Linked DNA regions of Ovis aries: all the other regions are linked to region 2. Evidence: chromatin contacts called from public Hi-C data. All regions are on one chromosome and are shown on one strand. Each heading gives the region's core, a stretch centred on a gene start, on an enhancer-like site or on the middle of the called end of the contact. The rest is flanking DNA. Distances are from core to core; before and after follow the strand shown.

Region 1 (2,700 bases), core at 115-2,614, 35 kb after region 2:
CACCTCCGACTTCACCGGCTGCTGTCCGCGCCCCCTTGTCTCCAGTAGAGAGGCTCCACGTGCTTCATTTCCAAATTTGCAAAACTTAACGCGAGCCCCTACTGCAGGGTCACATGCCTGGAAGGAGAACGGGACCGAGGCGTGACCCTGTGTTTCCATATAAAACCGCTCATGGTGACCAATAGAGGGCCCAACAAATCAGTAAGAGACGTGGACAGGACCAGTCTGGTGCACCACTTAGCGCCTGAAGTGTTTCGCGAAAGCTTCGGGGTGTTCACAAAGGAGTTTGACAAGCTACCTTGTCAAGACATAACGACCCGAAGAAATAAACCCCCACAGCCACAGCACTGGAAATCTGAATGACAATGGTGTTGCAGGAAGGCCCAAGCCGTTAGGAGAATTTACAGACTCCGGTTTCTGGATGGACGCGCACGAGTGACCTGCAGCAGCACTTGCAGAGAACCGCGGGGTGGAAATATGTCTTTAAACTCAATGCTCTTCACGTGAGACTTTTTTTTTTTAAAAAGAATAGGATCTTAGGTACACAATGTGAGTTACTTTCCCCTCTGGTTTCCCTGAATAGTTGTCCAATAGTGCTGACTAATGGTGGGAGCCACCAAGTGCCCTTAGGCGGCCACATGGAAATAAAGTTGGTATAAGAAAGAAACAAAACAACCAAACAACGGGAAACTTTATCACCTGGTTCCCCTGGTATCAAACTGTGCGGAAAAGGTGGGATCAGGGGTCTCAGGGATCGCACCCAATGAGTCAAAAAAGGAAAGGAAAAAGGAGACAGAAGCAGGGACCAGTAGAGCCTCAGAACCGCCCCAAAGGGCACGGCGACCCGGGGCTCGGTCTCCTCGGTGCTGTCCAACCCCCGCGTCAATCAGCTCCTTCCCGCGCTGCGATTGGCCAGGAGCTTCCTTGGCCATCCTGGCGCCCACCTCCTAGTTGCTTGGGGTTTACTTCCCCAAAGTACACGGGCCCCACCTTGTGGAGCAACCGCTCCTGCAGGGAGAACTGATCTCCGCCCAGGGGAAGACGTTTTAACGAATGGGAACGGCCCCACATATTTATTGGCTACAATGGACATCGATCAAGTAATTTCCCTCCCTCCTTCACACCGTACCCTTCACTTATTGGCCTCTCTCAGTGCCAATTCGTTACTAGGGAAACGAGCTCCTCACAGTCTCATAGGCATGAGTTAAAGCCAATCAAGAGCCACGCCTTCATCCTGAGTCAGTACCCAATTGCTGCTCGAAGAGCTCAGAGGACGCAGTCGGGATTGGCCACCAGCCTGGCCGACCTGGCCGCAACAAGTTAGGCTGAGTCACCGTTATATAGCCCGGCGACGGAGCACGCGTGTGTGCGGACGCAGTTGCGTGAGGGGTTTTTTTACCTTTTGCCGTGCCGTGGAGCAGAGCTTGTTCCTCTCCCGCTCAGCCGCGCAGGTAAGCTGGAGCGTGGGCGGGGCTGGGCGGCCCCAGGACGCGGACTAACTGGGGCTCTGATGGGAGGGAGGAGAAGTCCGAACGGCGACCGCGCCAGGCGCGCCCACCGTCCCCCCCCTTCCCCAACGGCCGCAGGCGCGCGCGGCGGGCGCCCGGGCGCGCGGCGACTCTCCGCCTCCCGCCCCCACTGGCCCGGCGCGCGTGGCCGTGTCCGCGTCCGCCGCGTGCGCGTGCCGCGCCCAACGGCCACGCGGGGCGAGAGCGAGCCGCGGCCGCCGCCCGGGCCCCAGGGTGATCTTGGGGGCCTGGGGCCCCGCGCGGCCGGATCGTCAGCTTTTCCCGCTCGCTTTCCCCGCGCGCTAGCGAGGCCTTCCTCCTTTGGTGGGGGCTCCTCCTAGACCAGAGGAGGCTTTTCTTTGATGGTGGTGGTGGTGCGGGAGGGGGAAGGTGAGGCACGAAAGTGCGGTGAGAATTTTTCGACACTGGAAGCCGAAATGCTGCTCCTAGGTTTTCGAATTTTTTTACAGGGAGTAAAGGGGCAGCGAGTTTATGGGTATTGAGTGATGATAATAACTAACATTTTTCTAAGCCCTCACTATGTGCCAGGCACTGTGCGGAGCAACTTGTGTGTTTCTTCTTTACTCCTGAAACGCCCTGATGAGGTAGGTACGGTGATTTTCCTATTTTTACAGCCAACTCGAAGGCCCAGAGGTGGAGTGACACGGTCAGAGGCACACAGGCCATGAGGGGCAGGTATTTGTTTGAACCCAGGCCTTCTGACTCCTAGTCCCCGAACCTGCCTCATTCTTTGTTCCAGCGCTCTGTGCGGCCACAGGGTATCTTTGCCCCCAGAGCTCTAGTCCCTGGGGACAACCGCAGCCTCGGAAGACCGACTGCAGAGGCATTTATTTGTACTTGAGCCACTTGCAGGGTTTCCAGGGAGAAGAGGGTTGGACGTGGGATTATGACAAAGGGTAAAGGGTTCCTTTCTGCACATCTTCCTACAGGTTTGCTGCCCTAAATGCTTTTGGGGAAAGTGTAGAATAAAATCAATACGTCCAGGTGATCCTGGACAGTGTTCCTCCTCGGATTTGATCCTTATAGCCTGAGGATGGGAAGTTATCACCAGCAGGAAGTTAGGCTCTGATATTAGATTTTTTTTTTTTTTTTGATATTAGATCTTGAATCTTTTTTTTCCCTCCATTTTTTAATTGGAGCAAGGTTTTGAGAAAGACCTTCCACAAGATTA
Region 2 (2,700 bases), core at 31-2,530:
CACGGACGAGGAAACTGCTTCTGGGAGAGATGAGGTGACTGGTCCAAGGTCACAGGTGGCTGAAGGCAGAGCCAGGTCTCATCCCAGGTCACTGATCAAAGCAGTGATGTGGTTCCCAAGACTTTTCAGTAGGAATGCCAGGTCAAAACTGCTCCCACCAGATGCCTTTTTTTTCTTTCTCTTACAATCACGCAGTGAAGTTTCCAGGATCTAAAGGCTGTGCGATGACCTCATCTCGCCCCAATGGCTCATGGGAGATGTGCTTATGTATTCTTGCGTTTCAAACATTTGTTTTAATTTCTAACATGGCATAACCCACATAACCATAAACTCTTTGAGACACTCAGAAATGTTCAAGCATGTAAAAGGGTCCTGAGATCAAATAGTCTGAGAGCTGCCGCTTTAAAGTATTTTTAAAAAGTAAATAAAGCTATACAAATGAAAACATCCCCTTTGTTTTGATATAACTGAATCAACTCCGTGAGGCATTAACTTTTAGGTCGACTGGGATTCTAGTTGCCATCTCTATAGATATTTGATTAATTAAATACACACCAAAAAAATGTACGTGAATAGAGAATGTTTACTGAGTGATTTCTAACTGGCAAGCACTCTCTAAGTGATTTACATGAGTCATTTAATCCCCACAACCACCATTTGCAAGAGATGCTGTTACATTTTATGCCTGTGGACATCAAGAGATTACTGGGAGATGTGGAGCTTAGACTCTATCCCAGACAGTCTCTCTCTTCCCATTATTATGATACACAAGCACATCTTCCCATTATTATTCCCACTACCATACAATTTTACGTCCCTTAAATGCATTCACTTGACAGACAAAAGTTTTTCAACATATGGAGTCTAAGAAAGTAGTGAAAAGAAACAGGATCACCAACCTAACCCAACACCTTCACTTACAGATGAGGAAAAGTGAGGCCCAGAGAGGGTAAGTGATCTGCAAAAGCTCACACAGCCAAGATTCAGGATCCACTGGACCTGGGAGCTGTCAGAACGCCAACCCGAGGAAGCACTGTAGTTATTTCCTTCACAGCAACATGTGAGCGGCACAGCACAGCACGTAAGCAAGTGACAAGACCAGGCGAGAGACAGTATCGCCAGCAAAATCGGCTTGACTTTATTGCAGGGAAGCTACAGAGGAGCAGGGCAAGTGACGGTCTCCGCAGGAACTACCATTGCTGAGCGGGATTGCCAGGTCCTAGGTCTGTCTGGAAGGCAGGAGAGGATCAGCGTCCTGGAAGAAATGAGACGTGAGGTGGAACACTGGTGCCATCTGCTGTGCACATGGAGACACTACAGAAGCAGTAAAGATTCACTAAGAGGCAGTTGCAGGGCGGGAAGTGGGAAACCCATGTGCTGAGTAGGACTAAGAACCCCATGTCCAGGCCTGCACACCGCTCCTACAAGAATGCCTTGACCTTGCTAAGCCGATCACTGCTGAAGCCCTCTTCCAGGCTCTCCCAGGGCTGCTGGAGCTCTTCCTCTGTCTTGTTTCAACTTATACTGGGATGGCAACAGAAAAAAGCCATGAGCAAACAAATCTGCTAAGAGCCAGATGATCAAGGAGACCTCATAACCAATAAACATTCATCGTCTGGTTCCTGAACCTGGCTTCGAATCAGTCACTGGGGAGCCTCTTAAAACAGATTCAGGGACAGATGCTGCCTGGTGTGTGGGAGTAAAACTGGCTTGATCAGTGATCCTCACCCAGCACTGTGGCATGAACCTCCAGGAGCCCCTTCATACTACACATCGTTACTGACAGGTGTGCAGACCAAACTCTATGATGCCTGAATTTGCTGTGAATACAGGGGTGGTGAGAGTGGGCCATGGATGAAATGATGCCAATGACTCGATAACTGATCTGGGAGGTGGGCATGTGGAGATTCATTTTACGACTCTACTTGTATAGTTTTGACAGTTCCTATAATTTTAAAAAAAAAGCTAAAATAGATAAATTAGTGAAAACTACTATGAGAACTATCTAGTCATTGAAAGGAATGAAGTACTTATACATGCTAAGCTTGAGTGAATCCTGAAAACATTATGCTGAGTGAAAGAAGCCAGACACAAAAGGTCACGTAATGTTTCCTTTTATAGGAAACATCCAGAATAGGTGAGTCCAGAAGGGCAGAAAGCAGACTTGTGGTTGCCAGGGGACGGAGAGAGGAGGCAGTGGGGAATGAGTGTGAGCTTAAATGGGTACAGGGAGTCTTCCCAGTGGGATGAAAGTTTTGAAATTAGAGTGGCGGTACAACACTCTGGACACACTGTAAAGGCCCATGAGTGGCACATATGACAATGGTCAGCTGAACGTTATGAGAATTTAATCTCAATTTAAACAGAAGAGCCTACTATGAGAAAAAACACACATTAAGCTATACATGGTTTACAACTGGCAGGTATTTTTATTTATTCGTTTGGCTGTGTTGGGCTGTCTTGGTTGCAGCATGAGGGATCTAGTTCCCTGACCAGGGACTGAACTTGGGCCCCCTGCATTGGGCATGCAGACTGTTAGCCACTGAACCACTGGACCATCAGGGAAGTCTAGGTATTAATTTTTTAGTTAAAATTTACATGCTCAAGTCAGGAGTTTCCAATTCAGTGTGTCTACACTGGGGCTCCCCCATGTGTGGAGCCACTGAGTAACTTTTCCCTTCCTCCATCCATCCTTGTCAT
Region 3 (2,700 bases), core at 41-2,540, 50 kb before region 2:
AAGTTCACCTCCCTTGAAACATAAAGGGCCTCCTGTGGGCTCTCTCTGGACACTGAAAAGTTGCTGAAGGACAGAACTAGGGAAAAAATCTTGGAATCATTAAATTTTAGACTGTGGATCTTGGAATCATAGAACCCTAAAGACATGAAGCACAGAATCTGAGTTATAGTCATCAAATCTGATTTGAGTAGAAGAATTTATGAAGCAATGCAGTCTAATAGAACTTTCTAAGATGATGAAAATATTCTGTATCTGCATGTGTAACGTGATGGCTAGTGGCCACCAGTGGTTATTGAACACTTGAAATGTTGCTAGTGCAAATGAAGGGCTGAAGTTTTCATTGTATTTCATTTTAATTAACTTAAATTCTACCTAACCATATGTGGCTAGTGGCTACCATATTAAGACAGAGCTTGCTTTGTCCCTCAGTCATGCCCAACTCTTTGCGACCCTGTGGACTATAGCCCGCCAGGCTCCTCTGTCCATGGGATTCTCCAGGCAAGAACACTGGAGTAGGTTGCCTTTCCCTTCTTCAGAGGATCTTCCAAACCCAGGGATCAAACTCAGGTCTCCTTCATTGCCAGTGGATTCTTTACTATCTGAGTCTCCAGGGAAGCCCATATTAGACAGAGTGGTTATCAACTTTTATAGAGGCATTATGGCAGAGCGGTAAGCCCAGGGGCTCTGGAGACAGAATATACAGGTTCAAATCCTGGTTCTGCCATATAGCAGTTGTGTGACTTTCAGAAAGTGATTTTCCCTCTCTGGGCCTCCGTTTATTTCTCCATCTTTAAAATGAAAATAACATACTTACCTTGAAAGACTCATGGGTGATTACAAGAGATAAGCATCAGAAGAGTGTCTTAAAATACAAAGATCCCAGAATCTCCATTCACCTTGAAAATCCAGGACAAGAATCCTAGCTTTTTGTTCATGGCCCAGGGAGAACAGGTGCTGGGCTGGAACAAAGGAGGCATTTTTCCTTTTGGTCTCGGGTACTCCAGCCCGGCCTCCGCAGGGCACAGTGATGAAGCCAGGTCCCAGGCTGCCCTCTCAGTTGGGCTGCTGACGCAAACCAGACATCTTGCTTCCACCATTTGGCTTACTAACAAGGGTTCCCAAAACACATGTTCCTGGTAAACAAGCCCAAAGAGAGGAAAACAAGTCTAGAGGCTAATAAAGGAACTCGTGAGTGAGCCAGGCCCACCAGAATGCCAGGACTCAGAAGGAGGCTGAGACGGTCCAGAGAGGTGCCAGTGTGGCCACGTGGGCACTCACACCCCAGGGAGCACACACAGCCACTCAGAGGTGACGTGGAAGTCAGGAGCCCTGGGATTGAGTCTTGGCAGTGTTGCCCCCAGCTCACCCTTCAAATCAGGATAGGCTCCGCTACTCCTTGGACTTCACCTAGCGCCACTCCTCTGCACAATGCAGACGTTGTTTTAGATCAGTGGTGTTCAGAGTCATATAAGCCAGGGAGCCTTTCTCTCAGTGAAGTCTTCTGCAGAAGTCCAAGTTTGAAACAACTAAGAGCCGTTCACTTTTGTTGTACATATGAATGCACTATTATCTATTCAATGAATCAGCTCGAAATTTAAAAAAAAAAAAAAAAACAAAACAGTGTTGAGATGGGGGCTGGCACTGGGACACTCCCTGAGATGCCTTGGAGAACCTCTAAGTTCTTTCATGAGAGAGTTTGAAGACCTGAGGCCATAGTCCCTAAGGTTCCTTTCAGCCCTGACGTTCCAAGTCAGCTGAGTCAGAAGCCTATCAGAGGACCACCTTTCCCAGCCTGGCCCTTGACTTCCTGCTCCACTTCTAACAATTCTTGCTGGAAGGGAAGAAGCTAAGGGAAACATTTAGGGCAGCAGTCCCCAACCTTTTTGGCACCAGGGACCAGTTTCATGGAAGACAATTTTTCCACAGACCAGGGCAGAGTGGAGCGTGTGATTAAAGCACATTCTATTCATTGTGCACATTATTGCTATTATTATTACATCAGCTCCACCTCAGATCATCAGGCATTAGGTCCTGGAAGTTGGGGACCCCTGTTTTAGGGTGCTCAAGCATAGCTTTGAAGAGGTTCAGAGGCAACTCAGAAATGGCCCCAGAGGATGAGACTGGTATCAGTCTGACAGAGGTTCCATAAACACATCTAAGATGCCACGTTTTGCTGTGGTTAGAAGCCCCAGGGCGGAGCTTCAGGCTCTCCCCGTTGGCTCCCCCTAGGGGCCACTGGTGCATCTGGGTGACCGCAAATGGAAGGGATGAGAAATAACATCAAGCTGTCACATCCTAAAGATAGCAAGCAAATCCATGGCACACGTGGCTACACCTGCTCCTCCTGTGCATGTGGCAGACATTACTAATCAATCATATGACCTTTCCCCCTAAAGTCCAGTTCAGTTCAGTCGCTTAGTCGCGTCCGACTCTTTGCGACCCCATGAATTGCAGCACGCCAGGCCTCCCTGTCCATCACCAGCTCACGGAGTTCACTCAGACTCATGTCCATCAAGTCGGTGATGCCATCCAGCCATTTCATCCTCTGTCGTCCCCTTCTCCTCGTTGGACTCAAATCCTGGACACAGTTCTTTTGGCAGCTGCTACCAATGGGTTGGTGGTGTCATGCCAAGCAACACCTCTTTGCCATGCTTCTGATTTTAGAGATAGGAAGACTGAGGATCAGAGAGTGAAAATAAT

The links. A called contact is a pair of places that touch in the nucleus more often than the background predicts.
Region 1: a contact with region 2 is called in a Hi-C map of liver, with 2.4 times the contacts expected there. The contact joins the promoter of G3BP1 here to the enhancer-like site in region 2. A contact is called at or near these places in 3 of 16 Hi-C or Micro-C datasets (liver, skin fibroblasts and tail adipose tissue).
Region 3: a Hi-C map of hypothalamus shows a contact between it and region 2, with 2.1 times the contacts expected there. The contact joins two enhancer-like sites. A contact is called at or near these places in 7 of 16 Hi-C or Micro-C datasets (blood, hypothalamus, mesenteric adipose tissue and 4 more).

What each region holds. Positions count from the first base shown.
Region 1 is chr5:60,749,651-60,752,350 of ARS-UI_Ramb_v3.0, forward strand. G3BP1 (G3BP stress granule assembly factor 1) reads left to right here and starts at 1,365. Exons shown (of 12, transcript XM_004008992.6): 1 at 1,365-1,451. It overlaps LOC132659832 (a long non-coding RNA gene), which reads right to left and starts at 1,640. Exons shown (of 2, transcript XR_009600706.1): 1 at 1,400-1,640.
Region 2 is chr5:60,714,966-60,717,665 of ARS-UI_Ramb_v3.0, forward strand. ATOX1 (antioxidant 1 copper chaperone) reads right to left here. Exons shown (of 4, transcript NM_001009429.1): 4 at 1,116-1,255. Among named protein-coding and RNA genes, the nearest start is that of ATOX1, 18 kb to the right of the region's middle. Within about 2 kb of position 1,281, at least 16 of the 54 cell types and tissues checked have an H3K27ac peak or open chromatin away from gene starts, as enhancers often do. A contact at or near this core is called in hypothalamus and liver, where this site is marked.
Region 3 is chr5:60,665,206-60,667,905 of ARS-UI_Ramb_v3.0, forward strand. It overlaps a transcript of SPARC not described here. Among named protein-coding and RNA genes, the nearest start is that of SPARC, 4.3 kb to the left of the region's middle. Within about 2 kb of position 1,291, at least 16 of the 54 cell types and tissues checked have an H3K27ac peak or open chromatin away from gene starts, as enhancers often do. A contact at or near this core is called in hypothalamus, where this site is marked.